Regions from separate parts of the Mus musculus genome. Here all the other regions are linked to region 3. A link is a contact called in public promoter capture Hi-C data. All regions are on one chromosome and are shown on one strand. Each heading gives the region's core, a stretch centred on a gene start, on an enhancer-like site or on the middle of the called end of the contact. The rest is flanking DNA. Distances are from core to core; before and after follow the strand shown.

What was found. Capture Hi-C pulls out chosen DNA fragments and counts their contacts.
Region 1: a promoter capture Hi-C map of adipose tissue shows a contact between it and region 3. The contact joins two enhancer-like sites. A contact is called at or near these places in 1 of 39 promoter capture datasets (embryonic stem cells), 1 of 484 Hi-C or Micro-C datasets (cerebral cortex), 5 of 115 datasets of contacts at active chromatin or transcription factors (CD8 T cells, the HPC-7 cell line, the SCID.adh cell line and 1 more) and 3 of 9 other capture datasets (adipose tissue, liver and pancreatic islet).
Region 2: a promoter capture Hi-C map of adipose tissue shows a contact between it and region 3. The contact joins two enhancer-like sites. A contact is called at or near these places in 1 of 115 datasets of contacts at active chromatin or transcription factors (CD8 T cells) and 3 of 9 other capture datasets (adipose tissue, liver and pancreatic islet).

The regions. Positions count from the first base shown.
Region 1 is chr2:160,740,679-160,743,946 of GRCm38.p6, reverse strand. All of the region lies in intron 2 of Plcg1 (phospholipase C, gamma 1), which reads right to left. Among named protein-coding and RNA genes, the nearest start is that of Plcg1, 11 kb to the right of the region's middle. Within about 2 kb of position 1,611, at least 109 of the 459 cell types and tissues checked have an H3K27ac peak or open chromatin away from gene starts, as enhancers often do. A contact at or near this core is called in the HPC-7 cell line and adipose tissue, where this site is marked.
Region 2 is chr2:160,764,846-160,767,874 of GRCm38.p6, reverse strand. The region is part of intron 32 of Plcg1 (phospholipase C, gamma 1); the gene reads right to left. Among named protein-coding and RNA genes, the nearest start is that of Plcg1, 35 kb to the right of the region's middle. Within about 2 kb of position 1,279, at least 33 of the 459 cell types and tissues checked have an H3K27ac peak or open chromatin away from gene starts, as enhancers often do. A contact at or near this core is called in adipose tissue, where this site is marked.
Region 3 is chr2:160,665,623-160,669,062 of GRCm38.p6, reverse strand. The region is part of intron 2 of Top1 (topoisomerase (DNA) I); the gene reads right to left. Among named protein-coding and RNA genes, the nearest start is that of Top1, 21 kb to the right of the region's middle. Within about 2 kb of position 1,557, at least 34 of the 459 cell types and tissues checked have an H3K27ac peak or open chromatin away from gene starts, as enhancers often do. A contact at or near this core is called in the HPC-7 cell line and adipose tissue, where this site is marked.

The DNA.
Region 1 (3,268 bases), core at 362-2,861, 75 kb before region 3:
CTCTGCTCGAAGGGCAAACTCAAACCTCTAAGAGTTTTTCTGAAGATAAAGGCCACCGGGGAAAGAATCCAAGCAGTTATTTCCCAGCTCAAAACTGGCCTTGCAGGATGAGTATCTGTGGGGTATAGGTCTCATAGTATATGCAAAGATGAGCTAAGATACTATTTCCTGAGTCTGTAGCAAACCCCACAGTGTAGGCATGTGTTCTCCACAGCTATAGTCCAGGAAAAAAAAAGATCTGAAATTGCAAAGATGAGCTATTTCCTTTCTGGATCGTCAAAACAAGTTAGGGGTACCCACTACCCAAACATCCACTGGGGACACCAACCCTGATCTGTCCCATCATTTCAATCTTCTATTTTGGCTTTGTAGGAGTTGAAATGTACTTGCCGCCTCTCTTAAATCTGAGGCAGATGATAAAGACTAAATTTGTAAAATCAAAGTTTGTATGATGAGGCAGGAACTCTGGGAAGGCTAATTAGTGTTCCCTTTCCGTCTCCTTTCCTCTCTGTTCTGCTTCTAACCCAGGGACAGACTCCTAACTCCTAACTCCTAACCCAGGGACAGACTCCTAACTCCTAACTCCTAACCCAGGGACAGACTCCTAACTCCTAACTCCTAACCCAGGGACAAACTCCTAACTCCTAACCCAGGGACAGACTCCTAACTCCTAACTCCTAACCCAGGGACAGACTCCTAACTCCAAACCCTGAGACTAGAGATCAGATCAGCCTTACTCAAAATGTAGCGTCTGGAAGATGCTCACACAGACAGCAAGAAACTTTAGACATGCCAGTGTCCCTCTAAAAGACATCTCATCTGGGGCACTCCAGATGAGAACTAACCCCAAGCACTCTAACAGCCATGAAGGTGGCACTCAGGGCTGAGTGAGGGCCTGCTTCTTCTGTAGAATAGGTTCTTACACCTCAAACAGGGCTCAACTCACTGAGTAAACAGAAGACACAGTGCTGACACAGGGACAAGCTAAATAGCAGCCAGCCAGTCCGCAGCCTGAGAAAGGGGGAAGAGGACTCTTCTGGTGCTTGGTTCCTGAAAGCAGACTCTTCCCAGACATCAGGCAAATGCCTGTCATCATCTCTCTTGCCCATCACAATGAGACAACCACGCTGTGCACCCACTGCAGATGGATGTTGTTGGTAAGTATTCTATAAACCAGTCAGAGTTCACCAGCAGGAACATCAGAGAAAGAGAATAAAAAGAATGGGACACTAAACCTTTTTAGAGGTCTTTAGTACACAAGCCGGAGAGCCAAGTCACAAAACCCCAAAACTTAATTTAGACCCATGGTTCTGGGCCAGAACTCCTGTCCTAGCATTCCCACCTCCAACAAAGCCACTTTCCAAACAGCCCCACAGATGAATATCCCCCACAGGGTCACATGGCAGAGAAGGTAGTGCCAAGACATACTCTCCTTCCTGTGCCTGTGCAGCAAGCAGCTGCTGCCACACCAGCAACTGTAGAGGAAAGCAACAGTGACCCCTCCTCAGAACCCTAGTCAAACCAGTCTACACTCACTCACAAGACACTGCCTCCACCCTGACCAAGGAGAGCAGCTCAGCCTAACCCTGCATTCAGCTTCTTTCCTACCCTGGTAAACAGGAAACACCGTTCAGACAGCTGCTTAGAGGTCCACAGTCCCCTAGTACACAGGACTTGCAGTGCTCTGTACAAATTGCTTCAGTGCACAATCCTCACCAATACACAAGGCCACCTAGAGACCAGATTCTAGATGACTTTCCTGTTTAGGCAAATGAGGGATGGGACCCAATGGGTCTGTCTCATCAAATGGTGATTCATGGCAGATGGTGGTTCTGGAGAGTTCTCATGGCAGTACCAACACTGATAATGGGTACATAGAGAAAAAGAAAGGAGGTCACAGAAGGCTTCACGCTGCCCAGGCAGGCAGCTCTCTTTCTTAAAACATAGTTTATTTCAGTGGTAACAGCATATATAAGTCCCAAAGGAAGGAGGAAGGAAGGAAGGAAAAGACGGCCCCACAGGGAGCACAGAGTCAGAAGAGCCCTCAGTCACCTAAGGCTCATGTACTCGGTCCATGACTTTTGTTAGTTACCAGACAACTGTCTGCTCTACCCTAGGCCCTAAGATGGGTCCTGGGGAAACAGATCAATGGGCACTGAGTTCCTGCCCTTCAGAAAATCCCAGCCTGATGGAGGAAACAGATGGGGAAGCAGATAACTCTGAGGTCATGCAAAGAATGGAGCAGCAGGGAGACATCTGTGGTGCTCTGTGTGCACAACCTCCCTTCTATTTGGTGTTCTGCTCTTGACTTTTTCCACACAACCTTACCCAGCCTTTCCTGCTTCTTTGTGTGCTAAAGGCCGACCCAATTAAACATGGGCCATGATCCTCTGTCCCTGTGCTCTGCTTTCTCCTCAATGATACTCATGTCCACAGCTTTAATTCCTTCTGGTATATAGACAATTCACAAAACATCTCTACCCTCAAGTGTCTGGCATTACACTTCAACTGCTTACTTCCTATTTCTATCTGTCCATCTAAGAAACGCACACGCACACACACCACACACTTCAAAGCAAATATCTTCTCTTACCCAAAACCCTAGGCTTCTGGCCATGCTCCTCTGGGTATACCAACAATATGAACTGAAAACTTCACAACCACCCATCAATATTCTCTTTTCTCGGGCCTAGCAAAATGGTTCATCAGGAGAAGGCACCGGCTGCCAAGCCTGAACGACGTGAGTTCAATCCCCGGGACCCACGTGGTAGAAGGAGAGAACCAACCCCCCAAGTTGTCTACTGACCTCAAAACATACTCGTTCTGAAGTTTTTTTGATTTCTGTTTCTCGTTAGTCCAACCCTGCCAGCCCAGCTGACTGTTATTCATAATGAGCAGCTGTAAGAAGGACACAAACGAGGAGCGAGAGCTCAGCCATGGAGGAAGGACTGGGTTTGCCCGGTGCTAACAGGCTGTGTTAAACAGCCTGCAGACAGTTCTCAGAAACTACAAAGCACAGAGGATGAGGTCGATGCCTCGGCAGGTGGGGAGGGCAGCAGCAGGAGTGGCATCTGGTGTCCTGTCACTCATCTCTGGCATGTTTGCTACGCATTATTACATCAAGCTCTTAATTAAACCGAGTTGTTTCATTCTTACAACCAATACTGTAAAACAAGTCTTAGGGTTCCCATTCCCCAAGCAAGGACCCTGAGCAGAGAGTGGTTAATGATCCTACCCAAGGTGACAGTTGGCAAGTGGCAGAGCCCCT
Region 2 (3,029 bases), core at 30-2,529, 99 kb before region 3:
TAATAAGGCTGTTGAGGGTCTTCAGTGGAATGGCTGGGTTTAGTTTTGACTAATGACAGAACTGACGATCGTACTATCTGCTGTTTACATCGCTTACTAGCTAGAAATCCAAAAGGAATGGGGTTCTCAGAGTCTGTTTCTGCCAAAATCTGTGATCTCTTGTGCCTGGCCACTAGGGATGGCTGGCATCTAGGTAGTGGCAAGCCCAAATGTACTTTCCAGAATTTGTACTTTGTTGTGGTGTGAAAGCAGCTCAGAGAGTGAATGGCCCTAGGACTGAGCGCCTGCTTTGTTCTGAGTGCTTATTAACCCAGCAGGCCTATGAACTTGGTCCCCCAGACTGGAAAGCCAAAACAGGGTTTTCTAGTTCTGAGTCTAGCAGGAACACCTCTTCCCAACTCCCTAAATTCTGGAGCAGGGATGTAAATCCAGAGAGAACACTTGGGCTGCCTACTACAGACTAAGGCAGATTCTGGTTGCTACAAGGAAGAGGTAGGCACCCGCTTCCTTGGTTCTTCAGGCTCTTATGGATGTGGGACTGAATGGATTCAGTGAAGTTACCACTCTGTTGTCTCTTCCCTCCTTGAAACATACCTTGCAGCTACTCTGGCAGGAACCAGGCAGAAGAGAGGGAGGACAGCTATTTGGCAGGGACTGTGCTACATGGTGTCTTCCTGCTGTTGACAAGGGTGGGCAAATGGCAAGTTAGAACACCTGGGAGGGGCTTGCACATTTACCTGCTATCAGTGCCACTTTTGTCAAGAGACTGGCATACTGTGCCCACAGTGGGCACCTGTATGTTAATAGCTTTTCTTGATCTATGCCTTTTGACACATGTTCCCTTCCATGGAAAGTGGGTGATTCAGTTTATTCAGAACTTGAGTTGAAGGTAAACTGCCTAGGATAAAGCCTGCTCAATCACTGAATATAAAAAGGGCTGCCAGTGCTCTGTTCTCCCCCAAACAAGCACCAGAAGAGACATGTCCAGTGGGCGGAAGTCTATTACGTGGTCCTGCTAACCTGCAGTTAGTGCTTCGGAAAGATCTTGCCCCTAGCTCCTGTCCACACATCTTGGTCTTGTTCTTGTAGCCCCATATGAGAAGGCTGGCTGCAGTGAGAGCGAACTCCCATTCCTTAGCAGGATTCCAGCACAAGTTAGGTTGCTCTGTGAAATGGGTGGGCCGAGGGCAGGAGTGGTCACTCAGGGCACTGGTCTCTCTCCCATGCTTCTGAGTAGCTGGCTTTGTTCAGCTTTGCCAGGAAGGTCAGACTGTGTCATAATTGTTATTAAACACAGAAAATGAGCCAACTTTTTTCTGGCCCTTGCTGACTATTGTTCTTTGAGTTGTCCTGACATAGCCCTTGGGGAAATTGGGGAGGCAGCCAAAGACCTGCAGTGTCCTTGCTGACAATGTCTTGGATCCTGGTCCCCAGCACCTGCTTTGTGTCCTGACCTCAGTGTGGACGGCTTTGTTCTCAGGGGGCCCGACTGCTGAGAAGTACGGCTGGGGGTGATTTGAACAGTCTGCCTTTGGTGTGCTTCCTGTCTCCCAGGAACAGCTGAAGCGACTATCCTGGTGCTAAGTGAGGGTCACCTGCTACTGCGGCCAACTATGAAAGCGAACTAAGAAATAGCATATTCTGTCACATAGACCTATGTGTGGCCCTAGCTGGCCTCCTACCTGCCTGGTCGACTCACTGTGTAGACCAGGCTGGCCTCAGACTTGGGTGCTCTTCCTGCCTCTACCTCCCAAGCACTGAGTTACAGGCATGGGCCACAACTGGCTGGAGTGTAGAAATCCTTCACCCTGGGAAACATTGGAATAGAAAGACAGCCTTTGCTTTTGGTGTGGGCTGTGTGTGGTGGGAGGTGCGAGGATGACCTCTTCTGTCTGAGTCTCGGGCCTCTTAAGGTCCCCCATGGGGATGCTGCTATTTCCAAGATGCAAATTGCACATTTCCTAGATTTTGTATCTGCAAATATGGATAAGGGATGGGATGAGGGACAAAACTGCTTGTGTAGTTTGAATGGGCCTCGGCGGTACTTCCAATCTTTTAACTGTTCCTAAATAAAAATGTACAGACACTTCTTATCTGCTGTCTTTGTGGGGGGGAGTGAATTAATAAACAAAAATCTAAAATCCCTTCTATTGATTTTTGGGGGCAGGGGACAAATCTGACCCTTAAAAGTAAATAGGTATTGGGGCTTCCCTCAGCTCCCCAGGGAGATTCCAGTTTTTGGAATTCTTTGTCTTCTGCATTCCTGAACTCACTGTGATGCAAAACTGTCTGCGTATAAAGCAAGTCTGATCTTAGAGCCATGAACTGTGGGGTGTGAGGGCATGGGCAAGTTTTCCTGTGTTCCTTTCTTTTTCTGTGTGAGAGAAGAGGTGTCGGTGAAGCATGCTGTTTGCTAAGGAGAGCCTGTCACCGTGCAGAAGGACCCTGGACCCTACTAGAGGACCAGTGTCATCCCTACACCTCCAAGCCTCATAGCAACTGGTTGTTGCTAGGATGCTCTCATTGGCCATAAAGAAAAGGGGACTCCCAAAATAAAGCCACCTGAGTGAAGTGTCAGGATCTGCTCTTGATCTGCTCTTTCCCAAGGCCAGCTCAGGTCCTAAAGAAGTTGTGTGTTGAATCTAACAGCCAGGTCATAGAACTAACTAAACTAGGGCAATACCATGGAACTATCTCTTGAGTCCTTGGTGGGCAGGTTCAGAACACACTGGTGGAGACGGCAGGATCAGCCTGCAGGGAGCTGTAGAGTCTTCCTGATAAGACACAGTGACCCATGGATATAAATCCTCTGGGGATTTATATCCTAGGTGGGGAAAGCCTCTAAGGGAAAGATGCACTTAACTAAAATGTAAGGCAGGTCTGGGCTTGTTTTGGTCACTAAGTTGGTGGGGTAACCTCACACTCACTCAGCAGATCTGATATGGTCGAGGTAAGGAATAAGTTGAAAGACAAGTGACTGTTTAGTCCCTGTCCTCAGCTAAAGTCCAGGGTGAGTCTGGCCCCAAGTG
Region 3 (3,440 bases), core at 308-2,807:
TTAAAAATTTTACCCATGAATGTTTTGCCTGCATGTATGTAAATGCCCTGTGTGCTGGGTCCCTGTGGAGGCCATAAGAGTATTGGATTCTCTGGAACTGAAATGCTTAGAGCCAAACCTAGGTCCTCTACAAGAGCAAGTGCTCTTAACCAGCCAGCACCCTCATTATGAATTTAATTCCTAATTTTCTTCTAGTGATTAAATATTTAATGAAAACTATTTGTGCTTATTGACTATTCACATCCTTTAAATAACTATTGCAAGTTCACTACAGTATTTGCTTGTTTGACTGTACATTGTATTACTGAGCTGTATATGTTCTTCCCCCTACCCCCTGGTTTTTCAGGACAGGGTTTCTCTGTCTAGACCAGGCTATCCTTGGACTCACAGAGATCCACCTGCCTCTGTAAGTTCTTTATATACTTCTGGATTGCTATTTTTGGCCACATATATTATGATACTATGGCTTGCTATTTTGGATACATATCTTCCAACCTCAAAGACTCAAGTGTTAGAAAGTATAAAAGTGAACAGGCTTTTAAAAAAACAGAGAGAGATTTATATATATGGGTATTTTGCTTATATGGATGTCTGTGTACCATGTGTATGCAATGCCTGGGAAGCCAGAAGAGGACATTAGATTCTCTAGAACTGGAGCTGTATATGGTCGTGAGCCTCCATGTGGGTGTTGGAAATCAACACCCCATTCTCTGGAAGAACAGCCAGTGCTCCTAACTGCTAAGTTATCCCTGTAGTCACTATGACCAGTCATTCATTCATAAATAAATAAATCCTAAAGGTGTTTTTCAAAGAGCCTCTTTTAAAATTTAGTAAAATTTTATTTAATCAATTTTCTCTTGATTTGAGTTTTGCTTACCAAAACATCAGTTGCTCGCCCCCATTCTCACCCCCACCCAGTTCCACAAAGCTACATCCTAAGCCTTATGAAAATATTTAAACATATAAAGTACTTTGATAATATCCCCTCCATTACTCACACTTATCCCCACTCCCACTGATTCCCTTTCTATTCTCATTTACTGTGGTGCCTTTTTAAGAATACAGGAGGGAAACAGTGCTATATGTATCTCTGATTTTGGCTTATTGCTGTGTACCTATCTATATCACAGTTCTGGGGAAACAGAGACAGATCTCTGGAAGCGCCAGTTCAATAAATATTTTATCTAAAAAAAAGGTGAAAAGAGGCTGGAGAAAAGTTTCAGTAGTTAAGAGTACTTGCTGAGATAGATAACAGAGGGGTCAGTTCATAGCATCCATGTTAGGGGCAACTCACAACCTCCTGTAATTCTAGCCCCTTGAGATCTAACACCCTCTCCTGGCCTCCAGGGCCATCTATACTCATACATACACATGGACAAGTAATAAGATACATCTTTTAAAAATAAGGCAGAGCAAGCCTGATAGACATCTGATGTTGACCTGCAAATGCACATGCACCGTCCGTCTCTTGCACTTGCACAAGTAAATGGCAGTACAGCACCCAACATTAGCTCACAAAGGCACTGCAACTTCCCATTTGCTCTCCTTGTTCTAGTGAGAAATCAGCTACCAAACTAGCAGCACTCAAGAAACATGTGGTGAGGAACTGATACTTCCTTCTAATAGCCACGTGAAGAAATTATCTTGGAAGTGAATATGCCACAGCCCAATTTAGCCTTCAGATGACTGTTACTCTAGGTGACATGCGATTTTTATGAAAAACTTTTTTTTTTTTTAATTATTTTTTTTTAAAGATTTATTTATTTATTATATGTAAGTACACTGTAGCTGTCCTCAGATACTCCAGAAGAGGGCATCAGATTTCGTTACAGATGGTTGTGAGCCACCATATGGTTGCTGGGATTTGAACTCGGGACCTTCGGAAGAGCAATCGGCGCTCTTAACCACTGAGCCATCTCGCCAGCCCGAAAAACTTTTTTTTTTAAATGAATTCTTTCTTACATTCAACCAGACTAACGAATGTAATGTATTTGACACTTATAACCAACCTATATCAACTAAATTTGAAGTAGCATGTTTCACAGCAATAAGATTATATATAAATTAAGTATTGCTGATCTGAAGCAACTGAAGTGCTATTTGGCATAACTGCATGTCTATTCTAGACAGATCCCAAGGAAAGAGAAACACTAATACTTGCAAGATCAAGGCCCTGGTTCTAAGAACTTTCCATCCCACAGAGATGAGAATAGTAAGTAAAGCATATAGTGTTAGAAGACTGAACTCAAATCTCCCATGCAGTGTACAGGACCCTCTGACTTCTAAGTCTCCAGTCTAAAGTCTTAACATGCTGAGTCAATCAGGATAAAACTGGTGACTTTTACCTCATGGCATAAAAATGACAATGCATGCATGCACCAGGACTACAACCTGAAATAAAGCATGTGTTGTTTTGTTTATAGTTAGAAATCAGTAAATGGGCTTCAGAATATTGAACGTTAAGATCTACTGCTTTGGTTCAAAGGCATGACAAGGAAATTATCTGAAAAGGAGAGAAAATGAGCACCACTGTATGTAATTCAATAAATCCATGACCACATACAAAAAAGACTGGAAGACATACATTTTAAAAAGAATGTAGTAATTTTAAAATTTAGAAATTTGTGAACTTGAGTTCTTAAGTGTGCTTCATCTTATTTTCCATAATGAACGACTTTTATAATAAAGTTAGAGATTAGCAAACTTTAAAATTTGAAGCCAGACCTGGTAGTACACGCCTTTAATCCCAGCACTCAGGAGACAAAGGCAGACAGATTGAGTTCAAGGCCAGCCTGGTCTACACAGAGAGTTCCAGGACAACCAGGGTTACAGAGAGACCCTGTCTAAATAAACAAACAAATTTATTTTTGTCAAATACAAACATGCAAAAGTCACTAAAAAGCACTAAACTTTAAAATACAAATTCAGAGTAGTTCCTATTAGATTTCACATTATTATCTTCCTGAAATGCATAAATTTTCAAAATGGAATTTAAAACCGGGTCCCAAGCCTTTGAAAACAAATGCTATCTAAAAATGTAAAAATTAACTATCTCAGAGAAAATTAGGGTTGCTGGTAAATAATTCCATGGACAAAACATCTAGGCCAATAATATGAACTCAAAGTCATTACATATCTAGTATATCCTCAAACTGTGCTACAGATGCTGTGAGAGATTTTAAATTAAAAACAAAACAAAGCAGAAAACAAAGAAGACAAAGTTCTTAATTGAAATCTCTATGGCTTTTCCAGCTCAGGCTGGAAAAGTCCCTGATGCCAAACATGACAATTATGTGCAATCCCCAGGAATCTACACAGCAGAAAAATGACTTCCATGGATTGTCTTCTGACCAGAACATGTGTTCCATAACCCTGTCTGCCCACCAACCTCTACATACAAATCAATGTAAGTGTAATAAGAGATATGAATGTCTGTTGAG